Regions from separate parts of the Sus scrofa genome. Here regions 2 and 3 are each linked to region 1. The links are chromatin contacts, called in public HiChIP or PLAC-seq maps. All regions are on one chromosome and are shown on one strand. The core of a region is the stretch at or near the end of the contact, and the rest is flanking DNA. Distances in the headings are between cores, read along the strand shown.

The links. HiChIP or PLAC-seq counts read pairs in DNA pulled down with a chosen protein or histone mark.
Region 2: a contact with region 1 is called in an H3K27ac HiChIP or PLAC-seq map of skeletal muscle, with 4 times the contacts expected there. The contact joins two enhancer-like sites. A contact is called at or near these places in 2 of 47 Hi-C or Micro-C datasets (both in skeletal muscle) and 1 of 2 datasets of contacts at active chromatin or transcription factors (skeletal muscle).
Region 3: an H3K27ac HiChIP or PLAC-seq map of skeletal muscle shows a contact between it and region 1. The contact joins two enhancer-like sites. A contact is called at or near these places in 1 of 47 Hi-C or Micro-C datasets (skeletal muscle) and 1 of 2 datasets of contacts at active chromatin or transcription factors (skeletal muscle).

The regions. Positions count from the first base shown.
Region 1 is chr13:146,646,477-146,651,002 of Sscrofa11.1, forward strand. BOC (brother of CDO) reads right to left here. Exons shown (of 21, transcript XR_002337900.1): 5 at 522-668. Among named protein-coding and RNA genes, the nearest start is that of BOC, 54 kb to the right of the region's middle. Within about 2 kb of position 1,960, at least 11 of the 83 cell types and tissues checked have an H3K27ac peak or open chromatin away from gene starts, as enhancers often do. A contact at or near this core is called in skeletal muscle, where this site is marked.
Region 2 is chr13:146,886,867-146,891,392 of Sscrofa11.1, forward strand. The region is part of intron 5 of GTPBP8 (GTP-binding protein 8); the gene reads right to left. Among named protein-coding and RNA genes, the nearest start is that of NEPRO, 13 kb to the right of the region's middle. Within about 2 kb of position 2,720, at least 15 of the 83 cell types and tissues checked have an H3K27ac peak or open chromatin away from gene starts, as enhancers often do. A contact at or near this core is called in skeletal muscle, where this site is marked.
Region 3 is chr13:146,777,525-146,782,050 of Sscrofa11.1, forward strand. No RefSeq gene overlaps it. Among named protein-coding and RNA genes, the nearest start is that of BOC, 77 kb to the left of the region's middle. Within about 2 kb of position 2,552, at least 29 of the 83 cell types and tissues checked have an H3K27ac peak or open chromatin away from gene starts, as enhancers often do. A contact at or near this core is called in skeletal muscle, where this site is marked.

The DNA of each region.
Region 1 (4,526 bases), core at 710-3,209:
CCCTCCCCACTGGCACTGTGTGGACCAAAGTTGGTCTCCCTGGACCAGCTGTCATGTCCACTGTGATGGCTGAGATGGGCGCATTGGCAGGAAGACAGGGAGCGGGAGAATCTCAAGTGCCACCATATAGACTGCTCTGCTGTGTGGGGAAGAGCCCCACCTCCCACGGGAACCACACGGCTCCAGGAATCTCTGGTTCATCAGGCAGCCTTCCTGCATGTGCCTGGTGGCAGGGAGCTTGCACAGGGAAAATTTAGAATCCTGTGCTGAGAGCTCGGATCAAATGGCAGCAGCTCAGCAACATCTGCCAAGGCAGGAAGAGAGCCCTCGTGACAGGGCAGGGGACCTCCACAACAGAGGTTGTGGCCAAGCCCTTTAGGATCCTGCAGAGCTAAAGTAGAAGGCAGCTGACAAGCATGTGGAGAGGGCTGTTGGCGTGTTGACGGGAATCTGGGAGGCACTGCAGAGGTGGCCAGCTTCCCTTCCAGCCTGGGCCTCTGGGATCCTGCTTGTTCACTTACCTCTGGAGGCCTCCAGCCACTCCTGTTTGACACTGTATCGGACCTGGGCCTTTGGGTGGCTCTCAGGAAGGTGGCAGGCAATGACTGCAGTGTTCCCTTCATCGACTTCGATCACGTGCTGCACGTCTAACTTGAAGTCCTGGAGATCTGTGGAGAGAAGAGGCCGGTTGGGCCTTGACGAAGGAGAGAGGCAGACAGTGCAGCATTTCAGGGTGGGCTTCAGTCTCTGCCTTTGGTCACAAGCAACAGCTGTAAGAATCTCACACACTGGGGACCCCCTGGGGGGTGCTCCGAGTCTTTCCTCCAATCTTCTGTCATCTAGAGGAGATTACAGGAAGTAATGTGCGGTCTGCATCGCCCCACGTATAACTGGGTGTATATACAATTGGGTGTAAATAAGCTGAGGGTGGGGGTGTAGCGAATTCCATCAAGTGATGCCTGTGACACCCACCCGCCTCTTTTGTTACATTGACAGGGATGGGGGCAGGTTGGCTAGGCCCACTGGCCCCACTGAACCTAGCTGGAAATGGGTCATAGTCAAGGCACAAATGTCCTGGCACAGATCAGCTCATGGAGATTGAAAGGAACAAGGAAAGAATACCTATGTGTTTTCTCCAGTTCAATCAAGAATAGCCTGCCCCAGTTCTTCTCAGACATCCGCTGAAAACTGACAGACCCAAATCTGTTCAATTGCCAACCATGATTCCAACCAGAAGGCTGATTCCTGCTACCCAGGAGCATGTAGTCCTCCCCATGTCCTTTGGGATTGGTTCCAGGTGCTCCAGTGGATACCAAAAATCCGCAGATGCTCAAGTCCCTTATATACATACAATCGTGCTGTGCTGTTACAGTCGGCCCTCCGTATCCATAGGCACATCAGCATATACGGAGAACCGACTATACTCTATGTCACATCATGGCTAATTCTTTCTCAGGGCTGGGGGTGGGGATTTGTGGATGCCCAAAGGGGTTTCTAAGGCAAGTTCCCACTGTGGCTTAATGGCAGTGGAATTCAGGGGAGCTTAGGGTCCAGACACCAGGCTGCAGTCTCTCCTAACTTGGCTCCGTGGCAGGAAGACTGGGATTTAAACTGGAGAGGATGGAGATCCATCTGGAACAAAAGCTGGATGTTTCCCAAACAACCCAACAGTCCGAACAACAAAACTCTCTTTGTTTGAGTCAAATCACTGATGTTGCTGAACAAAATGGGCCATTTGTGTAACAAAACCACATTCCAAATTTGGTTTTCAGGATCGTAGCTGAATTTAATTTCAGAGAGGAAATATAACTAATAGAGAATAAGATAAGAGAGATGAAAATATTTACTCAAGACACTCTCTCCATGAAGGTACTTAGAAAGCCCTGGAGGCACCCTCTCTGAATGCTGACCACACCACATTCTGCTCAGCTCTGGAGAACTGATACCATCACGGTGTGACTGTGATTCACAATTCACAGCAAGACTCCACCTGCCTGCGTGGTTGGTTCCCAGACAAGGCAGCAGGAGTAGAGGGATCAGTTTTCTCACAGAAGACATGAGGTAATTACCAAAAACAAACTACTGTCACCATAGAGCCCTGTCCTGAAGGCGCTCAGGGAGGGCAGGAGGTTTCCCATTGAATGGAACTTTCCAGAAGTTCTCATCCAAGCCAGGGCAGGGAAGCCCTTTTGTTTCTAAAAGGATTGTTGCCCCTCTGTGTTCATCTGTGTATCATCTGAACCCCACCTGGGGCCTGGTCCAAGCAGATGCTCAGTGAATACTGAATGACCAAATAGATGGTGATCTTGGAGCTGCGACTCTCAAGTCAGGTACAAGATGCCCATTTATATAGTTTGTGAACCCAAATTTCATAGTTGAGGTGGGCAACATTATAAGCACCAAGGCCTAGCACAACAAAATTTCTATGGCCCTTTTATCCAAGTGTGGCCAAACTTTAAGTGTGGCTATTTTGAAAGTAGACTGTATCTTGAGAGGTTACTTCTGCAGTCACAGGACAGAGGTAAAATAGGTCTAATACATGTGGAATAAGAAGTACATGGTAATTAAACTATTATATACAGAATGGATGAACATCAAGGTCCTACTTCTAGCACAAGGAATTATATTCAATATCCTGTGATAAACCATAGTGGAAGAGAATATGAAAAAGAATATGTATAAAAATAACTGAATCACAGTGCTATACAGTAGAAATTAACACAGCATTTAAATCAACAACACTTCAATAAAGTAAATTTAAAAAAAATACATGCTGTTCTTGGAGTAGTGTGGCAAAAACGATGATAAAATGCCTGATTTCTATGGCACCATTTCACTTTCTACGCTGAACGCGTAATTCCTGTGGGTCAAGGTGAGATCTCTCATATATTCCTTCCTTTGCGGGGGTGAGGGGGGGTGGGGGAGTTGGTAGGGCCTTCTGGGCTTTTAAAGAATTATTTCATCATGGAGTTCCCGTCATGGCACAGCAGAAACGAATCCCACTAGGAACCATGAGCTTGCTGGTTCGATTGCTGGCCTCATTTAGTGGGTTAAGGATCTGGCGTTGCCATGAGCTGTGGTGTAGGTCGCAGACACGGCTTGGATCCTGTGTTGCTGTGGCTCTGGTGTACGCCATCAGCAACAGCTCCAACTGGACCCCTAACCTGGGAACTTCCATAGGCCGCGGGTGCCGCCCTAAAAAGCAAAAAAAAAAAAAGAGAATTATTTCATCATTATTTCATTCTTTAATTTTGTGTTTGTGATATCTGACCCTAACTACATTGCAAATTCCTAGTGGGCAAACTATTAATTTTGTACTCCACCAAGCCCCACTGCACAGTATTTGGGATACACCAAATGCTCATGAAGTCCTTGCTGAATGAATAGTTTGGAAGACTGTGTCCAAGACCAGGCTCATGGGTGTGCAACTTGTGCAGCTGCACCAGACCTCGTGCCTAAAAGAGGCCAACCCTTGGCTTAATGCTCTGCTGTCACCCACATGAAATTCTGAATAACGTTGGATCAAGGGACCTCACATTTTCATTTTGTATTGGGCCCTACAAAATATGTAGCCCAGTCCTGGCTGAACCTCTCAGCCAAGAAAGTGTGTATGCACTTTCTCTCTGGGAGAAAGAAGATATGGACTCTGGGAAACGGCGGACTGCCTGTGCTCAGAGTGTTCTAGCTGAATATTTCTGTTTTTCAAAAGCAAGGCGCTTCAACACCGCAAAGGCCTTAATCCTCCTCAGCACAGTGTATGCTATACCTGCCAAGTCAAGAGACTTCCTGTAAGGCAAGCTGTGAGCAACCGTGAGCTCAGGGGCATCTGGAAAATTCCTCAGTCACTGAGAGGTGCTCTCTTGCATGGTCTAATAAATCTAAAATTACTCCACCAAGAGTTTTTGTTTCATCCTCCTCCTTTTCTTTACCTCGTTCCAAGAAAATCTGCCTCAAGCAAGAACATACTTAAATCTAACAGATCATTTTGCAGGAAAGATGTGAGCAGCTGAAAGGAGTCTGGCATCAGAATGCCATCTCCATCTTCAGAGCCCCCAGGCTCCTGCCCCATTGTAACTGAGGGCTTATCCGTGCATGGGGTATGCTCCATGGACCCACCTCACTGACCCAATACTGGAAAACTCTATGCACCCCTTGGGCCCCTCTTGGCTCCTTCTGCATGCTCTGACAATGAACTGCCGCTTGGAGACAGCAGGCTGTGCAGTGGGGGAGGCATAAAGCTGGGTGCCGGTCAGCCATGTGGCCAGACAGCCCCTCTGTTCTGATGCCAACATGTGCACAACAGCCCTTGCACGCAGGACCCAGGACACCCCAGCTGGGCTTCTAGCTCCCCACAAGGGCAGACTGGCAGGCGAGCCTCCAGGCTTCAAAACAAATAAGCAGCAATTTGGTCCTTGGCCCTGTCCCCCCTAAGCTTAAGCTTTAGCTGTTGCTTCAGCAAACACTCCCAATTTGGCTGCTGGAGCCAAAGTTGAGTTTCACTAGGGGATCAAAGGCAAGTAATGAAG
Region 2 (4,526 bases), core at 1,470-3,969, 240 kb after region 1:
GGAAGGGATAATTGCACCTTTGTGTGGTAAACACCATTAGCAGCAGCAGTAAAGATGTGTGTGGTGCCTTTGGCAGCCAGAAGAGGGAAAGGAGGAGTTCCCGTCGTGGCGCAGTGGTTGACGAATCCGACTAGGAACCATGAGGTTGCGGGTTCGGTCCCTGCCCTTGCTCAGTGGGTTAATGATCCGGCGTTGCCGTGAGCTGTGGTGTAGGTTGCAGACGCGGCTTGGATCCCACGTTGCTGTGGCTCTGGCGTAGGCCAGTAGCTACAGCTCCAATTAGACCCCTAGCCTGGGAACCTCCATATGCCGCGGGAGCGGCTGAAGAAATAGCAAAAAGACAAAAAAAAAAAAAAAAAGAAGAGGGAAAGGAAATTCAGTGGGCATGGATTATAAGGGAAACTATACAGATATGTAGCATTTGATTTAGGCTTCCAAGAGTAAGTAGTTAGTCAATGGAAAGGGGGAAGTAGGTAAATGGAACAGGAAGAGAGGTTTTTTTTTAGGGGGGGTGTAAAAATGTGTTCACAGAAATGTGGTTTCAGTGGGGGTTGGAGGAGTTATCCCCTGGTGGTTCTTAATGGGGTGATTTTGTTCCCTAGGGGACATTTGACAATGTCTCCAGATAGTTTTTGGCTATCATGAGGGTGATAGCAAGGTGGGAGTTGGGGAAGGCTCCTGGCATCTAGTGGGTAGAAGCCAGAGATATTGCTAAATATCCTACAATGCACAGGACAGTCCCTTATGACAAAGAATTATCTATTCAAAATGCCAATAGTGCTGAGGTTCAGAAACCCCAGGGTAGAGTATGACAGTCCTAGAAAGAAGTGGCAGGAAATGGGGTTGGAAAGATAGACTGGTGTTAATTTGTGAAAGATCTTAAATGCCATGTAATATAATGGAGGTTTCTAGGAAGGTAAGAGTTTTATTTTTATTCATTTATTTGGTCTCCTATTTATGTATAGTATAGTTCAATAAAAAGCAATAATGCTTACAAGTGACAAAAGAACATTTTCTTTACAAAATTCTGTCAATAAACTTTGAGGTTATCTGAACAAAGATTTTCAATGAAAAGAGTTCTCCTTTTCTGATTACCACCTAAATTCCTCTGCCCCCTGCCACTCCTCCACCCCCACCCCCACCCAAGGTGCCCAGGGTTATCCACAGAGCCTTTTGGCTGAGCTAAGCCATCATGTATGAGGGCTAAGCTCTGGGTAAAGGTGGTCCCTCTGAGACCACAGCCAGGAACGGAACACTTGTTTAGCTTACAGCCAGGTATGGGTTCTCAGGAAAGACTGGCTCTGGCCCAGGACTAATAAATGATGTTTGTGAACAGAAGTCTGGGGATCACTTTTTCTAAACCATATTCATGTTGGAAAAAGTGAGTTCATGTTATCATTACTTAATTCAGTACTTTCCCCGACTCTTGCAGTATGAATTCCTGCCCCACTCCCAAAATTGGCTGTGATAGCCGCTTCATGATCAGGAGGTTGATAATAGGCTGGAAATCACTTAGGAAACACAAGACCTCCTATGCCTAGTTTCAACCTTCTGAACAAAGCTATCTGCCCAGAAATCAAAGTCTGTTTACAATTAAAATCTGCCTAGAATTAAAGTCTAGGGGATGGAGAAGGTTACAGGGAAGACCCTTCATTCAGATCAAAGGAGACCGATTACCAAAGACCCTATACTAGGTTTTCAAAACTTTGAGTTCACGGAACGTTTCCAAATATTAGAATTTTCAATGGCACACCTAAAGGAATTAAATGGGGTCTACTGTCATGGTCACACTACAGTGGCATTCATACACTGAAGTTAAAAAATACAACCTGTGTGACCCTAGGAAGGTCAAAATTTAAATGTCAGACAATTCTTCCCTCCTTCTGCTCAGCAAGTATATGCTGTAGATTAGGGCTGCCAAAAATACAGGACACATTTACTTTTGAATTTTAGATAATGAATTTTTTTTTAGTACAAGTTTGTACTATGCTAAATTCATTTATCTGAAATTCAAATTTAACAGAGCACGCTCTATTTTTATTTGCTAAATCTGGCCACAAGAGAGTAGGAGAAGGGAATCTTCCTTTATTCAGCCAGCATCTGTGCCCATGGGCTTCTCTGAGGTGAGCAACTTGCCTCTCTGGATGCGGCTATTATTAAAGATGCATACAACACAGCCCCTTGAGCCAGGCCAACTACATCAGCTAGTGTTCAAGTGAATAAATCATGATCTGCCTTAATGTTGGAGGGGGAAAGGATTGTCTGAAACAGACTCACTGAGAGATATCGGTCTCTGATGTGGTAACTTTCTTAAGTATTTTCTTCATTTGACAAAAATTGAGTATTTGAACTGTTCTAGGCACTTAGGACAGAATGAGGGATGAAATAGCTTCTTGTTAGAACAAGGAACTAAACATCCCTGTTCTCATGATGCCTATATGCTCCTGGAGGGAGATTTTCAATGCGAATTTTAATATCTTTTTATCCTGGAATCGACCTGAGTTAGATGTTACTCTACCTACTGGCTCTATCACACTTGAATACCTTGACACTATTTGAATACACCTGCTTTCTGCCTTGATCATGTTTTCTTATATATTCCTGATGCAAAATTCTTGCTATGCCAGTATCTCCCATAGTAGGTCGTATGAGACTAGACAGCAATAAACACTGGTGTAAAAGACAGAAAGCTTTTAGGAACATGAGTCTCCTGAGAACTTTCTGTGTCTTGGCAAGTGTGCATGTACACATGTGTATTTTTCTGAGGGTATCTGGGTACACAGATGATGTGTCTCTTGGAAATGTTGGGTGAAAAGAGGCTATCTCCTTTCTGAGTGACTCCTAATTTTTAAAAACATTTTCTTGACCAGTTTAGTTGCAAAAGCAAACACTTGAAAGATTCCAGTAACAACTTCTTGGGCAGAAAAGATGGTCCCTGCTTAGAGCTTGGTTCAGCAGCAGACATTGAAATGTGGCTTGGATCCAACCCTTGGCCTAGTATTAGGGTGTTATATTCCACTAGAGGCCCTGGTACCTTTTCAGAAATGCACCAAATCAGGCACAGACTTGCTGGCAGCCACAGCAGAGGGATTTTACTGATCCATGCCCAGCTCTCAGGAGGTAACTGGCAAGAGAGAAGAAAGCAAAACAAGAAACTAAATCCTTATACACCTTATAAATTTGCCTTGGAAATTCTGCCTCAAGGCTGTCAAAGAATAGGAATAATGATTTCATTTTCTCCAAGGCCAGTTCTTGGGCATTGAGCCTTTAATGCAGAAAAAAAAACCAAAAAACAAAAAACAAAAAACAAAAAAACCCACATCCAATTATCTGATTATCAACTTTTTCTCTAAGTCTTGACAATGCTAGGGTCAGGTGACTCTGTTCCTTGACAATAAACTAAGTTATGCCACTTCTGGCCAAAGGAGGTCTTCAGATCACATGACTTGCTTCCAAGTCAGGGGCAAAGCCTTGAAATCATGCGCATCTACTTTGCCTATAAGACGTTTCTTTGATATTTTAAATCTCCTCTGCCAGGAATAAGTCCATTTGTCTCCATTCTGTCTGAGGTTGTGAAGCTGAGATTCCACTGGCGAGTTGGTATGTAGATTAGGTTGTTCTGCTTGGCTTCTAACTGAAGCTAGAAGCCAGCAAAGAGTAATCTGGGTACAGCCTCTTGCTGCCCTCTGGTGGAGACGTGGGTATTGCACAAGCCATAACTGAGGACTGATTTTCTGAGCTGTTTCAGGTGTCCATACAAAGGTCCATGGGGAGTAATTCCACTTAAAGCTATTAAGTTATATGCTACTGTAAAGCTAAATGTTATAATAAAAATATGTATTGAATAGAGTTTGAAAGGTTGCTCTATAGGAGTCTGATTTCCCAGTAATGGGGGCTTTTATTCTATCCCTTTTTAATTTTTTTTGTTTTTTATTAAATTTTATTTTTTAAATTGTATTTGATTTACAATGTTCTTTCAATGTTTCATCAATGTTTCTATTGTATAACAAGTATCACGAGCATGCATACATGTACATTTTTTAATACTATCTTCCATCATGTTCTAAGCCAAGAGATTGGACATAAGTTGCCTGTGCTGTACAGTAGGACCCCATTGCTTACCCATTCCAAATGCAACAGTGTGCACTACTAACCTAAACTCCCCATTCATCCCACTCTCGCCCCACAACCCAGCAACCGCAAGTCTGCTTTACATGTCTGCAATCTGTTTCTGTTTAGTAGATAGGATCATTTTGTGCTATATTTTAGATTCCATATATTAAGTGCTATCATATGATTTGTCTTTCTCTTTCTGACTTACCTCATCTAGTATGAGAATCTCTAGTTGCATCCATATTGCTGCAAATTATTTTGTCCTTTTTATGGCTGAATAATATTCTATTGCATATATGTACCACATTTTAATCCATTCATCTCTTGAGGGACATTTAGGTTGTTGCCATGTCTTGGCTATCATGAATAGCGCTGCGATGAACATAGGGATATGTGTACCTTTTTGAATGAAT
Region 3 (4,526 bases), core at 1,302-3,801, 130 kb after region 1:
GCTATACAAACTAGTAGAGGTGATGATGGTGGGTGAAAATGAATTCAGCATGGATAATAATTTAAAAAAGAAGCAGTTGGTGTGATGTCATTTCTTTTGAAATGATGGTGAGGAGAGAGTGATCAGAGGAGGTCATCTTTATAAAGAGGGAGGGAAATGACCTAATGACAGGTTTTATACAACAAAGAGGATGGGAAAAAACCCTCGGCCAGTTTCCTCTTGTCCATTCATCCACCATCCAGCTACCTCTGAACATCAAACAGTCATGAACCGTGGCCAAAGTTAGCCTCCCCTTTTCACTGTCCTTTCCCTAACAGCATAGGCTCAGCGAGGGACCCTGGAAAATAGCAGAGGTTGAATAGAAAGGACAACAGACAGATTCAAGGGCTAGGCTGTGGATCCTGTGTGACCTGGAGAGGTTTTTTTTCATCTCTCTCATCCCAGGTTTCCTCATCTGTAGCCAAGGAGGAAGAAAAACCTGTTTAACTTACTATACACTTTTTACAAACCACAAAGCACATTATAGATGAATTTTGCTGTTATTCCCTAGCCATTTTTTGGCCTCAGTTCCTGCATTTGTCAAATAGGGACAATGACATCTATCTTACCAGGCTATCAGTGACCCTCTGCATATATCTGAGTCTCACATTACTTCTCACCCAAGATCTATAGGCTCCTAGTTCTCTGCCACTTGCTGGCATATTTATTTCCAACAGGACATTCTTTCTGTCCTGTTGTTAAATTTCACCCTCAGAGAATTTGCAGTTTGCTTGGTAAGCAAAGCTCTCCCATGGTTTACCTGACTGCCTCTCTCTATAGAGGCAGCTGGGACCCACATCTAACACAAGAAGCTCTTGCTCTATCCTCCAAAGGGATTTCGGCAGTCCACTTACTCCTGACGCTCTGGCCATGCTGATTACAGGGAGACCCCGGGAGGAGATGGAAAAGCCAAGGGGATGGTGACAACTAGAAGGCACTAAGAAGGAGCTCTCAGACCTGGGCTACTAGCAGCCTGGAGGATGCTGAGAGTGGAGGGGCTGTGTCCCCCAGGGCCTGCCGTCTCCTGTCTTCCCTCCCAAACAGATAGCCCTTACATTCACATCCACATGCGTCTATTCTCTGCCTCTTGAGTGGGTCTGAAACTGGAAAGCATCTGCCCTAGTTTCATCTGGGTGTGATTTATAAGGACTCCCTGCGGTCCCCTCTCTCCCTTCTCCTCCTCTTCACCTCTGGGGCTGGCGGGTCTTGGGTTTTTTTTGTTGTCGTCTTTGAACAGGCTTGTGTTTCTTGAGACTGGGTCACCTTGATTTATTATGCCCTGGACTCATTAACAAAAGACTCTGGGACAGGTCATTTATTTTCTGAGTGGCGATTTCCTGTCCTACCCCAGCCCTGCTCTGCAGGGGCCTAGCGGAGCCCAGAATTATATTAGCTGCACTGTCACCATGGGAGAACGGAATGGAGCAAGGAAGGTTCAGAGGGCAGAAAACGTCTCTTTTCTTAAGAGCTTTTCTCCTCACTTTAATGATTTCCTTCAGAGTCCCTTTTGGTAGTTCTTTCTTTTTTTCCTCCTCCAGCAAGTGGGACAAAGTTTAACCAATAAGTTGTGGGCCTGCCTTCTTAAAGGAACAACACTGACCTTACTTCTCTATTTCATATTCGAATTAACATTTGTATGCAAAAAAAGTGTGTGTATATATATAATGTATATTAAAATGTGAGTAACATATACATTACTCCCTATATAGGGTACTAGTGGGCTCCAAGGCTGAGCGTGATTTAGATGAATTAAACTTTATGTTCACTATAGTCATCATTCTTGTCAGGCCTTATTCAAATTATACATTCATGTTTGGTCACGAAAAACTTGAGACGTTAACAATTTAGAGATAAGGTAAAAATGAAATTACTTAAGATTTTTAGATAAGACGTTGGGAGGAAATTTTTAAAAACTGGCATTGTTTAGACTGAAGTTCAGAGGCTGAAGAATGATTTATTAACTGGTTTCAGGTCTCTGGAAGGTAGTTATATACAGGAATGATGATGACCAGCTGTTTTTCTGACTGCACTAAGGATAGAACAAGGGGAAGTAGAATTAAATTATAGCAAAGTAACAAATAATAGTCATAAAGGTAGCCATGGCTAAAGTCTGTCAAGAAAGACATGATACATCTGTAAGGTTGTAAGGTTGTTAGTCCCAATTTATAGATTAATGAATGGAGGCTCAGAGAGGTTAAGCAACTTGCCCAAGGTCATGCAGCGAGGAAATAACAGAACCAGGTCTAGCAGACTCCAGTGTACAAGAAGGGGGACTTAGAGGGCAAAGAAGTTAGCTCTCCCCACCCCAACCAAAAATAATCACCTTACCAAGTCCCCATCTAGATTGATTTGTCTTTGGAAGACAGGGGATTCAAGTCCATGGACTTCATGCCTTGGGATTCTGTGCTATACCTGACTCTGAGCTGGGAGGCCAGTATTCCTCATTCACCCTCAAACCAAGAGAGAAGCAGACTGGGCTGACCCAGCAGCACTCCCCTGAAGCAGTCTGAGGACCTTTGGCTCTGGTTGGCTGGTCTCCACTGCCTGTCACGGGCTGTACTCCCAGACAAAGGCTCTGGTCTAAGGGAGGCCGTGAGTTTGTGGGTATGGATGGCTGAGGCTCAGGAAAGGCATCCCTGTGGTCCCAGTGCATGCCCTCCCAACGTTCATCGCCCTAGGGTAAGGCCAGTGAAGGAGTTTCCGGTTTGGTCTATTGTCAGGTTTGGAATGTATCCAAAGCCACCAAAGTGGCTGGACTCCTTTTGAGCAGTGTGCAGAGGTAGGAGGAGCAGATCCCTGCTAGATCAGTGCTCTGCCCATGGGTCAGTCTGAAACAGCTGTGATGGAAGAGCAAAGCTGTAAGACACCAGGGCTGATTTACTGGATGGGAAGGATGGCTTACATTTCCTGTACGCTTATTCTGCCAGGCACTGTTTGAACGGCAGTGAACTATTTTAGCTCATTCAGTCTTTGCCACAACCCCATGAAGTCAGTTATATTATTATCCTCATTAACAGAACAGAAAACAAAGCACTGGAATCAGCTAGACCTAATTCTGCTACTTCCTTACTATGTGGCCTTGTGCAAATTGCTTAATCTCTCTGAGCCTCCATTCATTAGTCAATAAAATGGGACAGAAAGGTCAATAACTCATCAAAACGCAATAGCTAGTAAGGGAGTTCCCTGGTGGCTCAGTGGGTTAAGGATCTGGCATTGTCACTCCTGTGGCTCAGGTCACTGCTGTGGTGTGGGTTCCATCACCAGCCTGGGGACTTACACATGCCACTGCGGGTACAGCCAAAAAAAAACTAACCAACCACCACCAACAGCAATAACAAAAAAACAGCTAGGAAGGATTGGAGCTTGAATCTAGACCCAGAAATAGTCTGATTCTGGAGGCTGCATTCTTAACCTCCACGGCTAAGGATGAGGTGCCTGGAGTCCCACACTTCCTCCTTACCACCCGCCCCCCTGGAGGAACTTTTGCTCTGGGGTCACTGACTCAACAATGACATAGCTTCTCCACTGCCTGGTTTATAAGAAGCACTAACGACTGTAAACATTGTTTTAGTTTAAGCCTTTTACATTCACTCTTTCTCTGTCTCTCTTTCTTAGAGAGCAAACATTTATCAAGAAGCAAACATTTTACACTCCTCAGCTCAGACCTTGGGTATTGAGGGGTTAATCTTTCTCTAATTGGTCAGTTAATTACTTGGAAGGTGTAGAAGAAGGTAGAAGAGGAGGGCGGGATTTTCCACATGGGAGGCGGCAGAAGGAGAGAACCAGTGTCTGTTCCTTGCCCACTTGAGCTAAAAGTTTTCCCATTAGTTGCTACTTTTGGGGCAGGTGTTATCAGCATGATTTTACAAACGAGGGAGGCTAGGTAACTTGCCTGAGGTCATGGTGCCTGTGTACAAAGAACCCCAGAATGTCACCTTCCAGACCTGTGCCCAAGACCCCTGATGCTCTTTGGAGCAAAGCACAAGACAAAGGACCCAAAAGGCTCAGCCAGCAGCACATCAGTGAGCACACAGATGGAGTGACCCTGGCAACATCCTTGAGCTCAGCCTGAGCTAAGCCCCTCTGCTCTCCTGGGAGGATTTCCACCTTTGGTGTGTGGAGCGGCAAACTGGACAAACAAGAAGCCATTATTTTTGGGTTCTGCTCTGCCAGAGGCCTGGGGCATGACAAGATGGTTAATGCTAAGTTTGGCATGCCTTCTCTTCTTAATTTAGGCCTCCTCCTAGGAGGGAATCCAGAGGCAGGGAGGGGAATATGAGAAAGGGAAAGGAAAAATAGTAAGAGATAAGTGAGAAAAGAGAATATTTATAGCACTTGGAACATCTAATGGAAACCAGCTGCCTGTCGGGGGAGGGAGAGGAGTTGCGGGGGGAGGTCTCTGGTTTTGCCTGCAAGGGATTATTAGGCCTTCTCTTGTACGTACCTGTGTGGGGAGGGGTGTCTAGGCAAAGAGAGAGGGAGAGAGA